Linked DNA regions of Sus scrofa: regions 1 and 2 are each linked to region 3. A link is a contact called in public HiChIP or PLAC-seq data. All regions are on one chromosome and are shown on one strand. The core of a region is the stretch at or near the end of the contact, and the rest is flanking DNA. Distances in the headings are between cores, read along the strand shown. Region 1 has its middle 120 kb from the start of C1QTNF7. Region 2 has its middle 93 kb from the start of C1QTNF7. Region 3 overlaps LOC102158082 (a long non-coding RNA gene).

Evidence for each region. HiChIP or PLAC-seq counts read pairs in DNA pulled down with a chosen protein or histone mark.
Region 1: a contact with region 3 is called in an H3K27ac HiChIP or PLAC-seq map of alveolar macrophages. The contact joins two enhancer-like sites. A contact is called at or near these places in 2 of 47 Hi-C or Micro-C datasets (heart right ventricle and liver) and 1 of 2 datasets of contacts at active chromatin or transcription factors (alveolar macrophages).
Region 2: an H3K27ac HiChIP or PLAC-seq map of alveolar macrophages shows a contact between it and region 3. The contact joins two enhancer-like sites. A contact is called at or near these places in 1 of 47 Hi-C or Micro-C datasets (liver) and 1 of 2 datasets of contacts at active chromatin or transcription factors (alveolar macrophages).

Annotation. Positions count from the first base shown.
Region 1 is chr8:10,531,836-10,535,552 of Sscrofa11.1, forward strand. No RefSeq gene overlaps it. Among named protein-coding and RNA genes, the nearest start is that of C1QTNF7, 120 kb to the right of the region's middle. Within about 2 kb of position 1,811, at least 52 of the 83 cell types and tissues checked have an H3K27ac peak or open chromatin away from gene starts, as enhancers often do. A contact at or near this core is called in alveolar macrophages, where this site is marked.
Region 2 is chr8:10,563,669-10,567,428 of Sscrofa11.1, forward strand. No RefSeq gene overlaps it. Among named protein-coding and RNA genes, the nearest start is that of C1QTNF7, 93 kb to the right of the region's middle. Within about 2 kb of position 1,528, at least 10 of the 83 cell types and tissues checked have an H3K27ac peak or open chromatin away from gene starts, as enhancers often do. A contact at or near this core is called in alveolar macrophages, where this site is marked.
Region 3 is chr8:10,246,882-10,250,903 of Sscrofa11.1, forward strand. The region is part of intron 4 of LOC102158082 (a long non-coding RNA gene); the gene reads right to left. Among named protein-coding and RNA genes, the nearest start is that of CPEB2, 160 kb to the right of the region's middle. Within about 2 kb of position 2,645, at least 8 of the 83 cell types and tissues checked have an H3K27ac peak or open chromatin away from gene starts, as enhancers often do. A contact at or near this core is called in alveolar macrophages, where this site is marked.

The sequences.
Region 1 (3,717 bases), core at 561-3,060, 280 kb after region 3:
CTGCGGTCACTTGTGTGCAATGATCTAGCCCAGCATCTGTGCCGAAGGATATCCTTGGTATTTTGCAAAGCAAGATGAATATTGACCAGATGGTGACTTCACGAGGACATAATTCACATAGCATTTTCCTGCCCCGACCCAAATTTCTGTGAAGGCATCTTGAATGCCACACCGAGCAAAACAGAACAAGAAAACACAACCCTTGAGACAGCACAGCCGTAAGTTGAAGATTAATGGTCTCGACGGTGACTCCGACAGGAGCCCAAATGGCAGTCAGATCCCAGGCTCCAAGCAGCAGCTCTTGCCAAGCCGTGTCCCTGTCACATGCAGAATGACCTCATCCTTCAGCCTCTTCAAGGCACTCTGGGTGGGGGAAGGGCGAGCCCCAAAATGTCACTCGCCAGAAAACTGGGTCACTTACCTATTTTTTTTTTAATTAAGTTTGTGTGGTGATGGCCTCATCTGCACCTGCTTGCTCAGTAATTTGACTTTGGTGGTGACCAAGTGAAGAATGCACTTTTGGCTTCAGCCACGGGGTCTAGTTCTGGCCCCTGGAAGGAAGCTCTGGGAAAAGAGCAAATGACTCTTGGAAACGTTTAAAAAAAAAAAAAAAAAAAAAGCCCTGGTGTTATCAGGCCCTGAGCTGGCAAGGAAAATAGCCCAGGTCCAAGTTGGTTGAGGAAGAATCTTGTTCTCTGAGGAGTAATATGCATCTGAGCCACACAGAGTTAAACGAGTGGGCGTCCCGCACCTGTCGGTGGGATTTTAAATGTGGTCAGCCTGTCTGGAATCTGTGCAATTTCTACAACCTACACACTTTGTCCTAAACCACAAAGTTAAGGACAGGCAGACTGAAGGTCACTCTGCTTCAAAACAAGGTCACCCTAAGACAGTCCAGAAGCAAACAGAACCAGAATAAATAGGCAGCTTGAGGGTGGCCTCATTACCCCTGTGTCCCTCCTTGTCCCTCCATGTCATAATGACGGTGGGCCAGAGGCAAGACCCGTCCTCACCTGGTTCAGGAGAAAAATAACCTAGAAAATGAGGTTGCTACCTTGTGTTTTTTGCTGTTGTTCCTTCGTTTTAAAAGGATAATCACACTGCATTTAAGGAACACAGAATAGTAATAACACCAATGGAGGCCATGTCTCACACACCGCAGTGTGAGACTCACATGTCCCCATCAGTCCCTGCAGTCCCTGGTGTCAGTGGTTTGCTCTCCCACTTACTGCTGTGTGACCTCATACAAGTGTCTTAACATCTCTGAGAGTCAGCGTCCTCAAGGGTCAAACAGGAATAAGAAGGGAACTTAGTTCACTAGCTGATAGGACTGAAGGAGAAGATGCTTTGAAAGCATGGTGGGGAGCCTGGCACTTAGCGAGAGTCCATAAAAAGTCGGCAACTATTATTACCAGCGCGGCAGCTGTGGAACTGAAACAGAGCATCTCGCAACCTCCACCAAGGGCGCATCTGTCTTATATGGTAAAAATAAGATTGGAACCCAGGCTCTCCTGGGCTGTTGCTTCCTGCTTCGGTCAGTGGATGCGAGTTCATGGCACAAAGCCCAGTGACAACAGTGCCTCCTCTACTGGCATGGTTTGGCAGACCACTCTGGCAAACAGCCCGCAGTGCCCCATTTAAAAAAAAAAAAACCCTCTACTGTTTCTTAGGAAAACTTTTTGATCGCCTCAAATAAAACACTGTTTGCCGTGCCCCCACCCCCCGCCCCCGGAACAGAAACAGCTCAGGAGAGCGGGCTCCTCCCTCCGGGAACCTGGCAGCTGGACATCAGCCAAGAGGGGCAGGACAGGGTGACTAAGCAGAAAGTGGCCTGCTGCTCAGAGCCTGGCCACCCTGCAGGCCAGGAAGGGAAGGCCTCTGTGAGGCAGAGAGAAGGACACTGCTCAGGTCCTGGGGCGCAAAGCGTCCTTTGTCCCCAGGGACTTCAGACAGAAACTGCCCCATGTTGACATTTCAGCTGGCAGAACAGGCCAGGCCTGGCTGGGAGAGGCAGGAACCCCCTGGGGAGCTGGGAGCCGTGGTCCACACCCTGCAGCCTCTGTCCTGAGCTCCCCTTACATATTAACTTCTTTAATCTCGTAGACCAAGTCGTCTGTCATTATTCCCATCTTGGAAACAGGAAAACTGAAGCTCGCAGAGGGCAAATAACTAACCAGGGATGACGCAGCTGTTTAATGGGGGAGCCAGGATTAAACCAAAAGAAGTCTGGCTTCTAAGCGAGGGGACACAGCGGCCAGGTCTTTCCCTCCCTCTATGCTCGGCTACTTCTTGGGTGAGTTTAAAGCTGAGGGCAGGATTCCACGGGTTCTTGAACCTAAGCAATTCCCTCCATCCCCACTTCACCCGCCCTGCAACAGGCTTCACTCTCTCTTCCCCGGATGCTGTTACTACCTCCTAACAGCAAGGTCCTCCATCCAGCCAAGCTCCCCACCCTCAGCCATCCTGCCTCACAGCTGATGCTCCAGCAGAAGTGCTATTTGGAGGGGGCTGGCACACGCTGTGCTGCTTCTGGCTTGTCTCAACTCTCACTCTCTTTACTGGAAATTACATTCTTCCCCAGCTTCTCCGTGGCTGATTGCTCCAGTAGGACGCACCTTGGACACCACCTCCAGGAACCCATCCCTCTCTCCTCAGGCTGGAGGAAGCGGCTGGTGGAAGCACATACCCCCCAGTGTGTATTTCCAATATTGTGCTCGAGGGCAGAGAACTTGTCTAGAACTTTGCTTCTCTCGCATTGGGCACTGTTCCTGACCTACAGCAAGAACTCCATGAATGGTCATTACACATATGAGACAGGTGACTCCATCACCAGCAAGTGTCAAAGCGTCACCCCTGTAAGGATCAATGGCGGGTCCCCATGGCTGGCTGCGGACTTCCAGTCCTCTATTTCCAGGTCCCTAAAAGATGGCACACATTTCCTGTCTCCGTGAGGTTGGGGGAGATCCACATGGTCGATACTGACCAACAAATTGTAAATGGAAGAGAGATACGTCACTTCCGGGCTGCACATTCAATTACAGAGGCAGGACCCTCAGAGCACCGTGGTCAGCGCATTGGAGATGCCAGTGGCTCCATCAGCCTGGGTTCCTTGTGACAGTCTTGTGATGAATGTGTGATGTAAGGACATCTTTGCTGTTTGAAGTGTCTGAACTATTTTCAGCCTAACCTTTCTTATTCTGAGGGAAGTAACTTGCAGCTGTCTTTAACCTCAGAAATGTATTTTGGACAATTTCCAGGAAAGCCCTTGCAGGTGAAAGGGTGGGTGGCTGTAACACCTCACCCTAACCATAGTCACCAGAGCAAGAACGAGCAAAGTTGAATGAGTGATTTAGAAACAAATGGTTCTGCACCTTCTGTGTGTTTCTAGTCCACGTGTTTATGCACTGGTGTACTCACAACTTTCTTTCTTTGCTCCTCACCACAAATGTAGCAAAGACACAGAGCACACATCCTCAATGTACTTGCTATGCAGAAAACTGGCTCAGAGAAGTTGTCCCTCGGCCAAGAGCAGGAAAGGTGTGGCTGGGATATATATTTTTCATTTTATTTTTATAGTTTATTTACAATGTTGTGTCAATTTCTTCCGTACAGCAAAGTGACCCAGTCGGTGTGTGTGTGTGTGTGTGTGTGTGTATACACACACAGATACATATATGTATATATCATATATTATGCCATATGATCCAATATTCACAC
Region 2 (3,760 bases), core at 278-2,777, 320 kb after region 3:
GCCAAAAGAGAATGTTGACACGGCTACCACTATGGGTAACTGAAGGCTCAGCCCTGCCCGGAACCTTCTGAGAAACTGAAGCTTATAATTCTGAGGAATCACATCACCAAGGGGCAAAAAACCGGGAGTGTTTATCCACAACGGCTTCCCCTCCCTGCGTGAGGGTTACTTACGTCTGGGGCATTAAGGGTCTTGCAGTCAGATGCCGGCACTGCCTCTCAGGATGGCTGGGATTGGGCCAGGCCGTCCATTCGAGAGCCGGAGCTCTTTATCACTAAGTTCTGTCCCTCTGACTTAACTACACAGTTGATAGTTTGAGTTTGAAACCAACATGGTCTCCAATGGTTACTTTTATTTGGTCACAAATTGGAAACATTTTGGCAGTAAATGTCTCTCTTACTAAAATATCCCTTGTTAGAGGCATGGGAAATCTATGCAGCTGGCTGTTAGAAGACAATGGCTGCTTGCTAGCTGTGTGACCTTGGGTAGATGACTTAACCCCTCTGTGCTTCAGTTTCTTCATAGATCAAAAGCAAATAGTAGTCCATCTTGCCCACCTCACAGCATCGTTCTGAGGACCTTTGGCATGCATGTGTGTGAAGGAATTTCATAAACGGTAAAGTGCTGTCCAAGAGGAATGGATTATGCACCTGGAATAACCTTGAGCTTTCTCCCTACGTCCCTACAGTGTTCTGCTTCTGAAACAAATGCATATATTGTCTCATCTGTCCTTCCCTTGCCCCCACCCCCACTGTGTTCTAGGAGCTTCCTCTGATTACAAAACTGGTTTCACAATCTCACCAGTACAGAGTATTTCATTCTCTTCCAGCATGGCTTAGATAACACAGATTTAAGAGTTTGTAATTCATCCTTCATTGATCAATGTTCTTGACTGTTACACGCTTGCCTGAACTCCATCCCATTCAGTCATAGGGCCAGAGGCTTAAGAACAATGAATGGTTTCATCTTTTGCTCTCTCTCTCTCTCTCTCATCAGCTAGGTAGCTTTTCTTAACCCTCTCTTCCTGAGGTGGTCTCTAATCTTATTGGATCTTTCACCTCTTTGAGATTCTCTCTCTCCTTTGGAAAAAATAAAAATAAAACCTCATAAGCCTAGAGACACATATATATGCACAGGCACAGACACAGACACACACAAATTAGGAAAAATTTGGTGGGGGATTCACAGCCCCTCTGAAACCCAAGGATTGTGGGTAAAACCTTTGGTCTCTGAGGTCAACTAGATTGAGTTTTAAATCTTGGTTGCGTGTCAAGTATCTCAACCATGATCCTGGCCCACAGTTAAGTGCTCACTAAAGAACAGCTGCCTTTATCATTAAATTTATTTTATTATTAAATTTATCATTAAACATTACACTCCAGAAACATTACACGGCCCCAGGAACTGTTCCAGAAGAAGGCTGGGCAGCTCAAAGCAGAGATTTCCGTTTTCAAGAGGGAAGAGATGTGTGTTCAGCCTTAGAAGAGGCTGTAGTGCTGGTTCTCCCTCTGCTGGCCCATGGTTAACAAGCACCCTTTATTTTGATTCCAGTAAGTGTTGGTGTGGGTCCTGGGAAAGCAGTGTGGACAGAGATGGAGGTAGGCAGTTGGAGGGCCTGCGGGTTATTTCTGATCCCGGGGAACACACTAGAAAAGCTAAAGACAGGAAAGTGTATCTGTCCCATTATTTCTCCCTTTGCTTTTTTTAAACCAGTCTAATCATTGCATTTGCTGAGCAAATCCTTTTTGGGTATCCGCTCTGGGGAGCTGCCACAATCCCACATGAGTAAGATACAACCCTGCCCACAAACCCTGGGGCTCACCCTTGGGAGGGTTGCCTTGAATTTCTGACTTAGAGTTTCAGTTGAAATCCAGGGGCACAGATTCACCCCAGATGGGGTAATGATTATGAGCAAGGGCTTCGAGCTCTGACTCATAGCCCTGCCCTGGCTAGTGGGGTGACTGGTTCATTGCAGTTCTCTGAACCTCAGTTTTCCCATCTATAAATAGGGTTTATAATAGCCTCACCCCCACCTTATGGCACTGTTAGGCAGATTCACCAGGAAGTTGGGTGTGCCATGGAGGGTTTAACAATAAAAAAGAACTTAAGTGTTAGGTATTAGCGTTATGTTTAGTCTAACATAGAAATAAATTAAAACTTTTATTATTTTTAAAAATTCCACAATAATACTTGCTTCTTACACAAGGTCAAACCACTTGAAATGCTAGTATGCAGTCACTTTTGACATACAAAGCCAGCACATTTTCATGTAGTTCATCTAATAAAAAAATTAGAAATTTCAGATTGAAAAACTAGAAAGTATCCATAGCAACACCATCCAGAGACACACAAGTGGGCATATCCTTCTGACTTTGGGTGTATATGTAAATAAATAATGCTGGTGGAAACTAGAAATGAAATCCTGATCAGATCAGGGTTTTTTTTGTTTTTTGGTTTTTTTTTTTAAAGCTCAATCTGAATGGCGAAGAAAGGGTCAAAGTGCCCCACGGGACACCAGGAGAATGAGTGGAACACGTGGTATCGGGGTCACCGCTAACATCCATTTCACTGAGAGACGTTGCCTGGGTATTCTGTTTCTGTGGGACTTCACCAGCAGCAGCAGCCAGACTGTGCACCTGGCCCTCTGCCTGGCCCTTCCCAAGGGCAAAGTGCTGACTCAGCAGGTACAATCGGGCCTCAGCTAGTGAAGAATAAGGCCTTGACCAGCCATTTCATCAGTTCCTTAAGATGATATGAATTGTTGCGTGGACTTTATAATTTCCCAACCACTCTGTGTAATCAGAGCTTGGACTAGAGCACAATTACTTACTGGAGTAAAACTGTGGTGGATGGAGGTAACCCGCCATCTCTCTTTATTGTCCCAAGCACTTTGCCAACGTCAATAACGCTTCCCTATTTTTAGAAGGAGACATAGCCCTCAGGCTATGCACAGCCTAGCAGGGGTTAACAACGCATATCAAGAGTTTTCTGAACATACTGAAGCCCCTGTTCAGGGGTATAGAGGGAGGTGGGTCCAGAAGGGTTTGCTCCTTTAGTCTTCTGGCCCTGGGGCTGATGAAACTCTCTCTGATGTAGACACACTTCCGCAACCGTGTAGTGGCTTGTCATAGAATTCACCTTGTTCCCACCACGCCAAAGAGGGAGTGAATGTGGCCGTGTAAGAACCCTGGGCCCTGATTCTATTGGCGGAGTTGGTGACTCCTAGCAATTTATCCATCTCTGGCCTGTCGTTCCCCAAAAGAAAAACCAAGGGGTTTGAAACAGGGGATCTCTCCGTTTCCTCCTATTACCGTTTTCAAGCTCTCTGTACCTAATAGAAACCCTTTCTCCTCATTCACTGAGTCTGTGAACTAGAGGGTAGCAAGAATCCAAAGGTGAAAGGGAGAATTAGAAAATGTGGGAGTTTATTTTGTTCATTAAAAACACAACTGAGAGAATGAAGAGGCAAGCAGTCTGTAATTCATCTATTTGACAGAGAACTTACATCCAATGCATATGAAGAACTCCTATATATCAGTGGACAAAAGGGCAGATGACCCTCTGCAAAAAGGGTAAAATATATTCACCACAAAGGATACAGAAATAGTCAATAAATATACGGAAATGTGCTCAACTTCATTAGTCCTCAAAGGAATACAAATTAAAGCCACAAAGAGGTAGCTTCCTCTCCCGCACACCAGAATGACTAATATTAAAGAGACTGATAAGGCCAAGAATTAAAGAAGATATGGAGCATCTG
Region 3 (4,022 bases), core at 1,395-3,894:
CACATAATAACAAGAATGCCCACATCACCTCCCTGAACAGTACTGCAACTTCTCACGCTGCATAAAGCTGAGCTTTCATCTAGAATGCTAGCTTTGGAAACACAGTGAGTATGGAGCAATCCTTGAACTGTTTACAGGGACAGTAAAATGAGGAACACCTCCTCTCAGGATAAAAGCTGTTTTATGGTATATAAAGAAAGTCCCTCTTTGAAAACACAGCTAAAATTGAGACAGAGACTTTGTAGTTCAATAGCAACTTTAATCCAAGCATCTGAAAGCATTTTATTGACCTATACTTTTAATCTACACAACCGCCTGAGGGTAAGTAACAAGCTTTACTATTCCCATTTTACAGGTAGAAAAGCTGAGGCAGAGAGATACCAGAAAAGGATATGTATTAGTTAAATGTCTTTGGTTGCAAGCAACAGAAAACAGTTGGCCAATACAAACAAAATTATACAAATGTACATATATACACAGTATGACTATATATGTATAAATGTATACATATATATAATTATGATATATATGATATGGAAAAACACATGACTATGAAGAAAGGAAGTATGCAGCTCCAGAGCCCTAGGCCCCAGGAACCAAAGGAAAGCCTCTTTAGGGTGCTGGTGTCTAGATGAAGCAGCTACAGCCATTTCTCATTACTCCATTCAAAAGCCAAATTCTAAGACAGAATGCCTGACCACCCTAGCCTGGATCTCAGGCTAACCCTGTGGGTACTGCACATGGTTGAAGGGCAATTCCTAAAAGGAAGATTGAAAGAAAGATACATAAATGCACATATAAATACCCCCAAACCCAAGATAGTTCATACAACTTTCTGTCTCTGCCTCCCTGGCATTTGGAATACATTTTCTGGGTGGTTTTTTTTTTTTAATCACAAATTTAGTTCATTTATCCCCAAAGACCAGTTCAAGTAGTACAATATACCCTAGAAAATCTTCCCTGCTTCCCCATTTCAGGCTAAGTTCCCTTCCCTTTAGTGCTTCCCTCTACCTCAAGATATAACATGTTATGCTGAAATTCCTGATTATGTGTCCATCTGGTCTTCCTCATAGATTGCAAAGGAAAGTCCATGGCTTATCCACCGTAATAGTCTCAGCCCCAGGACTATAACCAGGGCTCCATACATGCTTACTGGGCTGACTCTTTCTCATTCCAGCTGATTCCTTTGCAAGGCTAGTCTTTGCAAGGCTGGTCTATTTTCTGTGTTCACAAGACATTGTCATTATGTAAAAGTATTCCTATATTACCCTTACTTATCAAAAAATTCAATCTTAGTCACCCCACACCATTCCATCTCTCTCATCTGGATCATATAAGAAGCCTAGAGCTTATAAGATCCATCCCAGGAAAATGGTGGAGAGGGAGTGGAGTGGTAAGGAGACTCCAGCCTTAGTTTTCATTTCCAGTCCATTGTGTTGCTGCATGTAAGTCCTTGCTCCACCAGAAAGTGGGTGGTTGTGCTAGCAGCCCTCTATCCTCTGCACCAGCTCAGCCACAGGGAACTTTGCCAGGGCTCCAGAGGCCCCTGCACCTAGCACCCAGGCACAGGCCACCATAACAGCCACCAATGCCTTTCAGTTGGAGTGGTTCACCGATCATTCCCACAGTCATGCCCTTGACCCTGTCCAAGGTACACTCCAGTAGATCTGTACCTTCAAATTAAAAAAAAAAAAAAAAAAACCATGAGACTGAATTTGGGGACTTCTCACTTATTTTTTTCAGCCCTAAAACCCCAAAAGATATTAATTACAGCCTTCATTAAGAGTAAAGAAAATTCAAATCTCAGTAACACAGAAAAGAGGGACCTTTCTTTCATTTCCAGTGAATTTGAAGTAACATAAAAAAGAGACACAAGTATGTTTCTCAGTCACTCTGCTATGTCACACAGTATTTCTAACACCTACTATGTCACTTATGCTAATGGGGTCTTGTCCCATGAGAAGATCATTGCGTGGTTGAGAAATGGGATGGAAAACCAAAGGGAAGGACAGTGAGGGCTGAGCTAGAGGGAGGTCCAAGATGTGTAACAAAGGCACAGAGAAGGCACCTGGCTCAGGCTAGCACATCAGAAGAGGCGACTGCAGAGCCGAACCTTAGAAACTAGTAGAAGCTGGTCAGGTAAAGCACAGAGGCAGTGGGAGAGAAGTGGAGCTTTTTCCTTTCCATTTAAACTGTATAAACATCTTTCCTGTTGTTAAGTAGAGTTTAAAAGGAAGTCATTAAAGATCTTAAGGCTGAGGGTGACACAATGATGGGGCAGGCTGGAGGGAAGCCAAACCGGGGGCAGAAAGACCAGTTCTGAGACTCACTCTCCGCTTTCTTCCAGGATGAGCTGTCTGCTAATTATAACTTGCCCATGAAGCCACAGGCCCAGTAGCCTGTGATGACACAGCACGCAGGGATCCCGGCTTTGCTGGGATTCCTAATGAGCTTCATTTAAGAGACCTGGCTTCCCCAGTCTTTAATTCTTCGGCAAAACCCCAGAATTCACCTGAGGTCTTGGCCAGGGAGCGTCTGTGACCTGACCTCTGACCTGGGAGTGCCCCCTTCTCTGACAGTCTTCACAGGGTGGGGCCTAAGAGGGAGCAATTAGCTGAGAGGAAACAATCCCACGCAGGCATGCAGTTCCCCTTGGAGGAGAAGGCGTGTGCCAACCACAATGGTGCAGCCTAAGGAACTGTGGTGCTCCTTGACCTTGAAGGACTGGAGCTGGGCCTGGTGGGGAGGAGCAGAGAATGGGCACATGAGTTATGGTGGAGAGAAGGACTTGTTCGCATGGGGCTCGAGAAGGAGCTGCAGCAGATGGTGACGGCATCTTCTGCTTTCCCCCTTGTTTCCTGTAAGATTTTGAGCTAAGCCAGGAGTTACAAAAAGAACTGTATGGTGGCTTCTTATTAACGAGACTAGATAATTAGAGAAAAAAGAAAAACACTGCAGGAACAGGAATGGCCCAGGGAATCAGAACTCCAGGTTATTTTTTTTTTTTTAATTAATAAATGAAAAGTCAGGTTTTGTCTTTCCCCCAAAAAATGCAACTTGGTAACTGCACGGCGCCCCAGGAAGTGTACATGTGATCTGTGGATCCAAACTGGTCTGTGTTGGACTCGTGTTCTGCCACTCCTCAGCTACATAACTTTATAGCAAGTTGCCAAATCTCTCTGAGCCTTAACTTCTTTATCTATCAAATGGGTTTAAGCAATAGTACTAATGGCTCCCGCTATTGAACAATTAATGTGCCAGGCAATGGACATGACATCTTACTTACATCATCTCAAATAATTCCCATCCTTATTTGATAATAATATATTCATTTCAGGGTTAGTGGGAGGGTTCAGTGAGATAAAGCAGTGAAAGGGTCTCACTGCCTAGCACAGCATAGGGGCTAAATAGACAGTGTTTTCCTTTTAACCTTTAAGGAAGCTTAACTATCTCAAGTCCTAGGTTTTCTGTGGACATATTTACCTGAGTTTAGGTAAATCTGTACATGTCTCCCTTGAGGGAAAAAAAAGTACCTGACTTTTATTTTGATCATTCTTGTATTTTATTTGCATTTTTTCTTCAATATGTACTTCAAACACGTTATTCTTATTTTTTTATTTTTTTTATTTTTTGGCTTTTTAGGGCCACATTTGCAGCATATGGAGGTTCCCAGGCTAGGGGTCAAAATGAAGTTGTAGCTGCCAGCCACAGCCACAGCCACGCCAGATCCAAGCCGCATCTGCAACCTACAGTGCAATTCATGGCAACTCCAGATCCTTAACCCACTGACAAGGCCAGGGATTGAACTCACAGTCTTATGAATACTGGTCGGGTTCATTAACACCAAGCTACAATGGGAACTCCCCAGTATCCTGATTTGTAATGTGTGGTATCTTAGAACTAGCCAGGACACAACAGCGAAAAGCTAATCTCTTTAAGCAACAAAGAGACTGGAATAACTCGGGGTTTTTGTTTGTTTGTTTCAGTTTATCATCAATTCTTTTTTTTTTTTTCACTTTTTA